2 separate regions of the Zea mays genome follow, and region 1 is linked to region 2. A link is a contact called in public Hi-C data. All regions are on one chromosome and are shown on one strand. Each heading gives the region's core, a stretch centred on a gene start, on an enhancer-like site or on the middle of the called end of the contact. The rest is flanking DNA. Distances are from core to core; before and after follow the strand shown. Region 1 has its middle 140 kb from the start of LOC103638238. Region 2 holds the start of LOC100282417.

What was found. A called contact is a pair of places that touch in the nucleus more often than the background predicts.
Region 1: a Hi-C map of ear shows a contact between it and region 2, with 2.4 times the contacts expected there. The contact joins the enhancer-like site here to the promoter of LOC100282417 in region 2. A contact is called at or near these places in 4 of 25 Hi-C or Micro-C datasets (ear, endosperm and tassel).

What each region holds. Positions count from the first base shown.
Region 1 is chr9:35,295,746-35,301,612 of Zm-B73-REFERENCE-NAM-5.0, reverse strand. No RefSeq gene overlaps it. Among protein-coding and RNA genes, the nearest start is that of LOC103638238, 140 kb to the right of the region's middle. Within about 2 kb of position 1,957, at least 16 of the 20 cell types and tissues checked have an H3K27ac peak or open chromatin away from gene starts, as enhancers often do. A contact at or near this core is called in ear and tassel, where this site is marked.
Region 2 is chr9:35,149,423-35,154,835 of Zm-B73-REFERENCE-NAM-5.0, reverse strand. It overlaps LOC100282417, which reads left to right and starts at 1,552. Exons shown (of 2, transcript NM_001155328.2): 1 at 1,552-1,663; 2 at 1,775-2,403. The coding sequence starts at 1,598. The coding sequence ends at 2,053.

The sequences.
Region 1 (5,867 bases), core at 708-3,207, 150 kb before region 2:
GTGTTTTTTCCATCCGAGACAGTTTGAAAAATTCAAATTTTAAAATTCAAACATAGTTTTGCATACCAAGATGATTTCAAACTAAAACATTGTCAACTACAAAGTTTCATAACTCTTCAATACCTACAACTTTCATGTTGGTGGTTTTTCCTTTCGAAGTCGTTTTCAAAATTCAAATTTTAAATTTTTTAAATTCAGACGTAGTTTTCGTTGACAATATGACTTTAAATGAAAAAGTTGTCAACTATAAACTTCTATAACTTCTCAAGATCTACAAAGTTTATTTTGGTTGTTTGGTAATTTGTTTATCTCAGATGATGGTTCTAACAATATGCACAAATTCTATACGTCTCTCTCGTAGTTTCATAAACTACGAGAGATATAGGTTTTATGAACAAATTTATTTTTATTTTGTCATATGAAGAAATGTTCAATATATAAATTGTACATCATGATGAGTTATACAAATTTGTAGTTGAAAACTTTTTCATTTGAATTAATTTACTACTTTAAAATGTGATTTTTAAATTGTCTTTGCCTAGTGTTGGAGAAAAAACACTCGGCAAAGAGCTCTTTGCCGAGTGTTGTATTTGTGACACTCGGCAAAGAGTTCTTTGCCGAGTGTCAAAAAAAGACACTCGGCAAAGAAACTCTTTGCCGAGTGTCAAAAATAAAACACTCGGCAAAGAGCTTCTTCGCCGAGTGTTTTCTTTTACCGAGTGTTTTTTGTGTGGCACTCGGCAAAGAGCTCTTTGCCGAGTGCCCGAAATAAAACACTCGGCAAAGAATTTGGCACTCGGCAAAGAGCCAAATTCCGGTAGTGAGGAGTTATGAAATGTTGCATCATGCCGGAGCTCATATTTTATTTCTTTAGCTTGATGCATATGTTTGATGAACATTCATTTAATTTGTGAGTGCTCTCGAGTTCAAAATTAAATAAATGAAAATAAAAAGGATAAGGAAAAGAGAGAGAAATAAAAGAGGTAAAAGGAAAACCACCGAGCAGCCCAAGCCGGCCACTCGGCCCGCTCGCCGCTCCCCATGGCCTAGACCCGCAAGCCGCAGTGCCCCTGGCCCACGCCCTTCACCCCCGCGGCCTGCGCCGCATAGCCCCCACGCCAGCGAGCCATTGACAATTTTGCCATTATCATTTGGCATAATAACAGGCAGCCAAAATTGAGAGTGGCAAAATAGCAAATTTCTCCTTATAAATATGAGCCCTTGCACCCCGTTCACAAGTCCATGTAGACACCAGCAACCACCAAGAGATCAGAGAAAGAAGATAGAAAAGGGACGACGTCGACGACATGTCGACATCACGCTATGTCGCAGACTTGTCCTCGGGGTGCGGTTAGGTGTGGTCGCTGGTGCACGCCGCGCGTTTATAAGGTCTTCCTGTGCTGGTTGGGTGACTAGTGCAGCCAAGATCAATCGCCGGAGTTGAAGAAACAATGCCACCGTTGAAAATAAGGTCTGCTGCAGCTAGACATCGGAGCATGGGCGAGGTCGTTCACTGGTATGCACCGATGGCGGGAGCATAGTGCACTTGGACGGAGGGTGATCCAGCGTGGAGCACTTGCTCGACGGAGCATGCTTTTCACCGTCGAGCCGCGGAACACGTCAGCGGGGTACCCTGACATCCTGACTCCGGTAAGAAGGCCCTAGACCTACTTGCCTTAGTCTCAACAACGCGTAGCACGATTTAGATTCGAAGGTGGTTCAATGGGGAACTCATAGCCAACCCCCGGCTATGCATGGCACTGTCGTGGAAGGGGCGCCGCACCGCTGTGTATGGGGTAGACGATGAGAGAGAATAAAGGAGGTGAAGTCGTGATCGTTGATCTGGTATTGGATGTTTGAGATTAGAAATAGAAAATCGGTTTGGTCTGGTGTGATGTGAGCTATCGATCTAAGCCGTAGCCCGTAGGTCTAGGATCTGGCGGTCCCGGTCACGTGCCTGTTTATTAAGTGGGACGTTCTAATATGCGCCACTAGTTTTCGATCTGACGACGCAGATCAACCGATACCCCTTCGGCCTAAACATCTTGCAAAAGAAACCCCAAGTTCTCTTAAAAACAACCCACCGTCCATTTACTGATTAAAATAAATAAAAATAAACTGGGACTTTGCAAATTAAACCCTGGAAGTTATTTTTAGGTATAAATTTAATAACAAACTACCTAGAAACTTGTTTAATCCATATCTCATCCATTTTAACTCCGTTTTTATCCGTTCAAGTTACGTAATCTTCGTAATGAATTTGCCTACACTTTAATAACTTTATTTTATCATTTAGCCTATTTTCAAAAAATATAACTAATTTGTTTAAACCTATGTTCAGTAGAATAACTTTTGAAATCCATGTTAATATGTCATTTTGGTTTGATCTATCTATAATCTAACTAAAATATGATATCTAATCAAGTTATAGTTGGTATTAAGGTTAACTTAGTTATTTCTGTACCTTTCTCACATGAATTATATTAGTTAACATAGAATATATTTTTACTATTTAATCACCTAAGAACTTTATAAAACCATATGTTTTCAACCATAACACTGATTGTAGTGGTTCTCAAACCTATGATATCATAGCAGCGCGTAGAATATTCTTACACAGTTTGTTCATATGCTTTGGTGTAATGTTACCATATCCATTATATGCTACATTGTATGTATGGCTATGAGTACAAGCGAGGTGACAGGAATTTAACGCCCAACTTTGGAGAAGTACCTGGAATCGCAAGTAAAAGGCAAGTAGTGTCATTAATCACTTTCTTTACCTAATAATTATCTTTATAATCACCGTGACATAGTTAGGTTAAGCTAATGTGACCTAATAGGTTACTATCGGTGCTTTTGAGTAGGACGGTGTCGTGGATTGTAACTCGATGGTTCGTACCGGGGGCATGAGAGAGAGAGAGAGTCAAGCGATTTTCAGCAGGTTCGGGCCACTTGAGGAGCGTAATACCCTATTTCCTGGGGTGACTTTGTATGAGGGGGGTGTTTACAAGTGGTGTCTACCGAATGGTGAGGTGCTAATGAGATGAAAGTGACGGGGATCGCCCTAGGCCTTATTTACATGACCGTAGGGCGCTTCCCGCGTACATGCTGATCACACTCTTCTAGCTTATCTCCTAGCTAATAGCGACCAGACTTCGCTAATCCCGAAGAAAACCCGGCACCTCCGTTTCGAGCTATCCCCGGTGTTCGAGGATGTCTGGCGCGGGAAAAGCGAACAGCTTCAACGAGATCACGCCCAAGCCACGAGTAATCCGGGCGTGAGCCCATCGCCTTCCTGGGGTCGGCCAATTTCCACCATTATCTTTGCCCGGCCCACGACGCGGCGTTCTTGCGGGGCGACTAGCATGTGGCCCCAAGCGGAGTTTTTGCCTTCAAGTGGACCCGGGGGATATCTATCCCCCACAAGCCACCAATCTTTCAGTTGATTTTGAAATAATCGATTCAAAGGTTCATGGTCCTTGCTTATGGGCTCATCGTATGACTTGAAATGTTTGTAACTCCATGGGGTGCACCTTAGGTGCACCCATTGGGTGTAGCTCCCGAGCTTTGAGTTGATTTTGAAATAATCAATTCAAAGGTCTTCATCTTATGCTTTTGAGATCAGCACTTGGCTCCAAAGTATTGTGAATCCGTTGGGTGCACCGAAGGTGCACCCAGTGGGTGTAGCCCCCAAGCTTTGAGTTGATTTTGAAATAATCAATTCAAAGGTCTTCTTCTTATGCTTTTGAAATCAGCACTTGGTTCCAAAGTATTGTGAATCCATTGGGTGCACCGGAGGTGCACCCAATGGGTGTAGCCCCCGAGTTTGGAGTTGATTTTTGAAATAATTAATTCAAAGGTCTTCATCTTATTCTTTTGAAATGATTTTTTGGGATAACCCAGTGACGACGTCTGTCCGTTTCTTGTTTGGTCTGGAATCAATTTGATCGGTGACAAGTTGGGGATCCAGCTAGTCAAAACAGGGAGCCCTAGGCTAGACACCACTCGGCTGCGTACTTTAATGCCTCTGCTGATTGGACTTGTGCTTTGGTAACCACATTTGGACTTCCTCCCATTTTAGCCGGTCTTCCCCTTTGTCGCGGTATATTCATTGCGTATATGTTGCCAGTATCATCGCTTCAGAAAATCTTGAAGAATCTTGGCGGTACACCCAATGGGTGTGCCCAAAGGGTGTGTGCCCAGTAAAAGGTGTCTATCGCGTTGTCCCAAAGTAGTAACTTGACATGATGGAGAGGTGTAATACTTTGCCTGAGCGATTGACTTGATTCCACCCGGTGCCATGTTACGCGAAACGGCGCCAAACGCTTGACTCATTTCCAGGCGGTTTGAATTGATTATTGAATTCTTGCGACTGTTCGGTGAGCGGGGTAGGAAGTGGACGGTCGCCTCCTAGCCTCTTTAAATAGCCCGCCCGGCCCAGCTACTTTCTCCACTCGTTCTTGATCACTTGCCTTCTCTTTCCTCTTCACTTCCCCTCCTTCTGCACGACCATGGTCGGAGGCAAGAAAGGTAAGAGATGGCCCCATCGTGCTGACGGGAAGTGCAAGCGTGCCCTAAGTCCTCCCTCGGAGGACTACGGGGACTCAGAGTACTCGGAGGAGGTCACCTCCAAATATGATCGCTCGCCTGCCCCGGCGTCCCCCGTGGCGTCGTTCGAAAACTCGGATGACTCTATGGGACTGTCCGTCGCAGCGCGGGCATACTAGTGATCCATCGAGCGCGTGGGGCTCGGTGGGTCGAACATCTCGGAGGAGGTGGAGGACTCCTCTGACTAGGAGTGGAGCGACAGCGAGGTCGACAGCAGCAAGGGCGACGACAGCAGTGGCGATGACGATGGCAAAGGCAGTGGCGACGATGGTGACGAGGGCAGCGGCGATGGCGACGGTGGCGAAGGCGGCGGCAGCGGCGCTGACGGCGATGACAAAGGAGATGACGGCAAGGGCGACTGCAAAGGTGGCGACGACAACGGGAAGGGCGACGACGAGGGCGGCGGTGGCGACAGCAATGGCGGCGATGGAAAGGCTGGTGGCATAATGTTGACGACTTAAATATTAGTATAGCGTAGCAATAGTAGTAGTAGTAGTTAGTAGTAGAATAATGTAGTTAAGTTAGTAGTGTAGTGTAGTCTAAGAAGTAATGTAATGTAATGTATTGTACTAATCCGGAGGTGGGAGGCCGACTTATGATGAGTTGGTCTCAATTTGGTAATGATCTCCCTCTTGTGAATGAAGACCTGCTTTCGTGCCAATCTGCTACTGTGTACTCTGCTCTTGTGCCTGATGGTTCACTAGCATTTTAGAGGTAATGCTCGAGTGATGCTTGCTTTGCTGCAAGCAAGATTTCTCCCGAGCTATCGGCTTGCCCTTTTGCGCCCGACTTAACATGCCAACACATACTTCTGCTGACGTCTTCTTGGGCTCTGAACCCTAGTTCTTGTTTTTTGCTCCGCCGCTCTCTAGCTTTCTGAATTTCTAGATCTGTTTGCGTCGTTTGAAAAAACTGCGATGGTGCCCAGGAAAAGAAAAAGAGCGCTACTATCCCAGACATTCCTCCGATTGATCCCAACAGTCAACTCCCCTTCGCTGGTAACCATGTTTCTATCGTTTCTAAAGCTAACCTTCTGCACCTTGTTGAGATGGGTGTTCTACCGCCCAAGGAACCATGTTCCTGGCGGATCTGGCATGGGGCTACTATACCAACAGAGGATACTCACGAGGCGGTTATTTTTGTGCTTTTTCTCATCCGGCGATTGGCCCTGCTAGTTTCTCCTTTCTTCCGCGGTCTTCTCGATTTTTACTCTCTGAACCTCACTCATTTGAATCCCAATTTTGTGCTTCAACTTG
Region 2 (5,413 bases), core at 303-2,802:
CAACTATAAAATATTATTTTTTTATATTAACTATCAATTTTTTATCTAATAACAATTACTCGTGGCCCCACAACACAGTGATGTAAGGGATGAATAGTGATCATCTAGATTGAGGGGGAGAGAGAAGAGGACCACGCGGTATAGGGCTCGGCATGGGGCAGCGCTGCGCGCGTGGAGGGCCCCCTGCAGACGTCATGCAAGGGAAGAGGAGCTGCTGGCGGCAACCGCTGCAGCCAGCCTAAGGATGTGCATACTGCTCGAGATAGCTAAACACAAACAAACAGTACTAGGCACTAGCTTTAGCAAGCAGACCGGATACAATAAATCAATAGCCTGCCGACCCCCTCCCGAGAACGGAGATCTAGGGTACCTACCGCATGTTTGCTGCCGGTTCTAGTAGAAAACGAAATAGGTGTCTGGCGGTCCCGGGGCCGGGCCATGTGCCCCTGGGAGCCCCGCGATCTACAAGGCGGCCTCATCGTGAAAAGAATCCAACCCATGCTGTACTATCATCCACTCGGGAGGAAGTATATTTTAATTCTGACTTGAGTACAAATATGAATGACATTAAATATTACTATAAAACATATATCTCAATTTTAGATTCAATTCAAATATCTACTTACATATATCTATTTCCTTATCGGTAGTTTTTTATAATATAATAAAATCACTACGGATGAAGAAACCTATAATATAATGTAAAAACTACCAAGGTAAATTTTTTAATTAATGTGTTAATAATTAAATATAGAAAGTATAATAAAATTATAGATACGAAATACAAAAATGAAATAAATCCTAGAAGCATATAAATAAAATTAAATACTAATTAATATGATGAGTCTTATTAATATTACTCAAACTTAAGATTTAAATACCATCGGTTATATTAAAACTAAATTTATTGAACATTTTAAATAATGATACATGCCGTATATTTTATGAATAACAGTTAATTAGTTACAATTATAAGATCTAGATGATTTTAGAACAATGTATATTTTGTAAGCATTGCTAATATTAATTTTTCCCTATTTTAGAGAATTATTATGTAAAAACAAATACAAATATGTCTATTTAACATCTATATCTAAATCAAATGCTAACCGCATCTGTCCCTAAATAAACTTAGATTTAATCTATACCAAATTCTACTACTTTTACAATATTTTTGTCTATATGCTACTTCAGTTTAAACAACCTGTCTGAAGGGAACGCTGAGCAAGTAAAGGTGGACATGAGCCCAACCACGCACGCAGGGGCGGCAGTAAAGCGGAGGTGCCAGCGTGCTGGCATGGCTCGGCAGCCTTTGCCCTGCGCACCCGCTGGCGCCGCACATGCCGGGCCATAACTGCCCTCACCTCCCACCGTCCTACCGTGCTACGGTGCCACCCACCCACACCACCGTCTCCAGTCATCCACTGCCTGCCGCTCCCCAGTCCCAAATATCTCCTCCTCCTTGCCTGCCTCGTCTGCCATATAAGCACGGCGGGGTGGAACCGGACGTCCCTCGCTCCCAAATATCTCTCCCCACCTCCCCTGAGCTTCTCCCGACCTTTGGTCAGGCAAAGGAGGCGGCCAACAAGGACGAGCGATGGTGACCAAGGTCATCTGCTTCCTGGTGCTCGCATCCGTGCTCCTCGCCGTCGCTTTTCCCGTGGTAAGATCGATGCGCTAGCGCTAGCCTCACTTTCCTCAACCTCAAGAGCTAAATCTAGGCATTCTGCATTCCTGTACGTACAACTAATCGGACGATTTGCTCCTCGATCAGTCTGCTCTGCGGCAGCAGGTGAAGAAGGGCGGCGGCGGTGAAGGCGGAGGCGGAGGCAGTGTTAGCGGAAGCGGAGGCGGCAACCTGAATCCCTGGGAGTGCTCGCCCAAGTGCGGGTCGCGGTGCTCCAAGACGCAGTACAGGAAGGCCTGCCTCACCTTATGCAACAAGTGCTGCGCCAAGTGCCTCTGCGTGCCACCGGGGTTCTACGGCAACAAGGGCGCCTGCCCCTGCTACAACAACTGGAAAACCAAGGAAGGAGGGCCCAAGTGCCCCTAGAAGATCCACCGCAGCTCCCGTCCGCCATTGTCCCCCCTTCTCCGAATCTGGAACGTGTTGTTCATCTTCGACCACCCCCTAGGCTTGGCATTTTATTACTAGTATAATGCTAGTGTCCGCCCGTTGCTTAATCTGGAATGCTACCAGCCAGATCTCCATGCTCTCCTGTGAGCCACTCGGCAGAGTGAGGATTACTAGGTAGGGTGGCATGTCATGTGCTCCACCCTCCACTGGTACGAGTCAATCAACTAAAGCTACCCCCGGATTGATGAGGAACATCCCGCGCGATTAGTGGGGCATGTCATTACATTCATCAGCTTCTATATATAAACTAGATAAACTTTTTATCATGTCACTGGCCCACTACCACTACGCCTCCAAGATAGAGGCTTTTAACTGTTTGCCTACCTTACGGAATCTTCTTAATCATGGGTTACTAACACATGAGTTACTCACATAGCAAATTATTTACCACCCGCCTCCTGAATAATGACAAATAGTTAATTTTTCGGGCATTGATTGGTATAAAGCCTTTGTTGTTGTGCGCATCCTAGAGCATAGGGTTGTGTTTACACCTTTTTAGGGCGTCAATCACTCAACACGAACCAGCGGCGGTGCTCTCTGCACAGGGGCGGACTGCACAGGGGCCGACGGTCCACGGCTAGAGGCTGGACGGTCCGCGGCCTTGCACGAGGCTAGGATTTTCTGCCTGACGGCCGGACGGTCCGCGCGTGTGCAGGGGCGGCGGAAGATCGCCGGCGGCGCCTGGATCTCGCTCCCGGGAGAGACCCCGTCGAGGAGGAGAGATCCTAAGAGTTGTCTAGGCTCGGGCAGGCCGACCTTGACTCCTCTAATCGACGTAGAGTCGAAGAGAAGCGGAGAATTTGGGGATCGAGAGGCTAAACTAGAACTACTCCTAATTGTACTGGAAATAAATGCGAAATAGAAGTGTTATTGATTCGATTGATGATTACAAATCGACCGTATACCTCTCTATTTATAGAGGAGGGGGACTGGACCCTTTACAAACTGATTTCCGAGCGAATCCCGCGAATCTAGTAAACAACCGTAGCACAAAACTCGGAACCCTAATCTGTTCTGCGCTTGCGCGGATCGTCCGGCCCATAGGCGCGAACCGTCCGGACCACGGACCATTCGGCCTCAGGGCCGGATCGTCCGGTGCTCAATTTAGTGCCCAACATATGCCCCCCTGCCTTTTGGTGGAGCTGAGCAAAATAAAAGCATTTTAACTCGATATGATTACATCGGTTTCCTTAAGCATCTTGCCACATACTAGGATGGTACTGCTGGAGAAAACACCTGTTCAAAGCCTTGGGTAAATCCTTGCCTTGTAATGTTTGTAGTAAATAGGTGTTACCAGACATTACCTGTTTTACTTTGTAAGGACCCTCCCAGCTTGGCGACCATTTCCCAAACTTCTGGTCTTTATTCCTTAGAGGCAGGATGATCTTCCACACCAGGTCTCCTATCTGAAATGATTTTGCTTTGACCTTCTTATTGTAGGCCCTGGCTACCATGATCTTGTCCTTTTCTATTGCTCCCAAAGCTATCACCATCTTGTCGGTCACCTCATCAATATTATCCATCATTGAATTATAATAATTAGGACAGTTAGATCATTTTGTCTGGCGAACCTGACAGCATTCAAACTTATTTCCACAGGCAACGCTGCTTCCTGCCCATAGACAAGCTCAAAAGGAGATACTTTAGTAGCACTATGTTTAGATATTCTATGAGCTCATAAAGCTTCGGACAAAATCTTATACCAATGCTTAGGATTATCGGATATCTTCTTTTTTATCAAGTTAATCAATGTCCTATTACTAGACTCGGCCTGTCCATTGGCCTGAGCATAATATGGAGATAAATTAAACAACTTAACTCTATAATTCAGCAAATTCACGTACCTCCTTTGACATAAAAGAAGTTCCTTGATCTGTAGTCAAGGTCTGGGGAATGCCGAATCTATGAATAATATGCTCAGTTATGAACTCAATTACCTCCTTGTGTGTCATGTTCTTCAAAGCAACGGCTTCAGTCCATTTGGTAAAGTAGTCAGTGACAACCAACACGAACCGATGCCCCTTTAACGATGAAGGATGAATTTCTCCAATAAAGTCTAATCCTCATCCTCTGAAAGGCCAAGGCTTGATGATAGGATGTAATTCGGCTGCAGGGACCAACTGTAGGTCGCCAAATTTTTGACACACTTGGCAACCCTTGTAGTACTTGAAACAATCAGCTATCATGTTAGGCTAATAAAAACCAGACCTTCGCAACAGCCACTTCATCTTTGGAGCCGATTGATGGGTACCACAAATTCCTTCATTTACTTCGACCATGGCTAATATAGCATCATTTGGGCCCAAGCACTTAAGCAGGACGTCGTTGACTGTTCGGCGGTAGAGTTCATCACTCATCAAAACATACTTGAAAGTTGTATGCCGAATGTTCTTATATGTCCTGACATTGGGATTTCGTAAATAATTAGTTATGGGTGTCCTCCAATCACATGCATCGACTTCATTATCAGCCGAATCGATTAGGAGAACTTTCCTGGTAACCCCGGACGGTCCGGCGTCTTCACGCGGACGGTCCGCGACCTGGGGAATTGGCCCTACATCGGTTATCAGATTTTCAGTGTTGTAAAATCTCCCCCGCTTTATCCGATAACTTGATGCCTCTTGTGTCAAATTGTTAGCTCTATGGTTCTCAACTCTAGAGAAATGTCGAATACTGAATTCGTCAAAGGAATGGATTATGCTCCAACATTTTTCAAGGTAACTATTTAGAGTACCATCAAAACATTGATATTCTTCTAACACCTATTGGACAACCAGCTGAGAATCACCAAATGCCTTCACATGTTTTACTCCCATACAATTTAAAAGTTCCAAGCCGAATAAAAGGGCCTCATATTCGGCTTGATTATTAGTGCAATAAGTTTTCAATTGGCTAGAGAAGTCGAAGGAGACATTACTTGGTGAAACAAGTACGATGTCAATTTCTTGCCCTTCATTGCAAACCGATCCATCAAAATATAAAGTCCAAGGAGTAATAGTGAGGTATGACATGTCTAGTTTATGAATATCATTAATCCGATGTTCTACAATAAAATCCGCTACGACTTGACCTTTCATAGATTTCAATGGTTCATAGGCCAAGTCATATTCTATGAGTGCATAAGCCCACTTACTAATTCTACCACTCATAATTGGGTTATGCAACATGTATTTGATCACATTGGCTTGACCAGAAACAGTGCAATGACTAGACAGTAAATAATATCTACACTTGGTGCATGCATAAAACAAGCATAAGCATAACTTCTCAATAAAA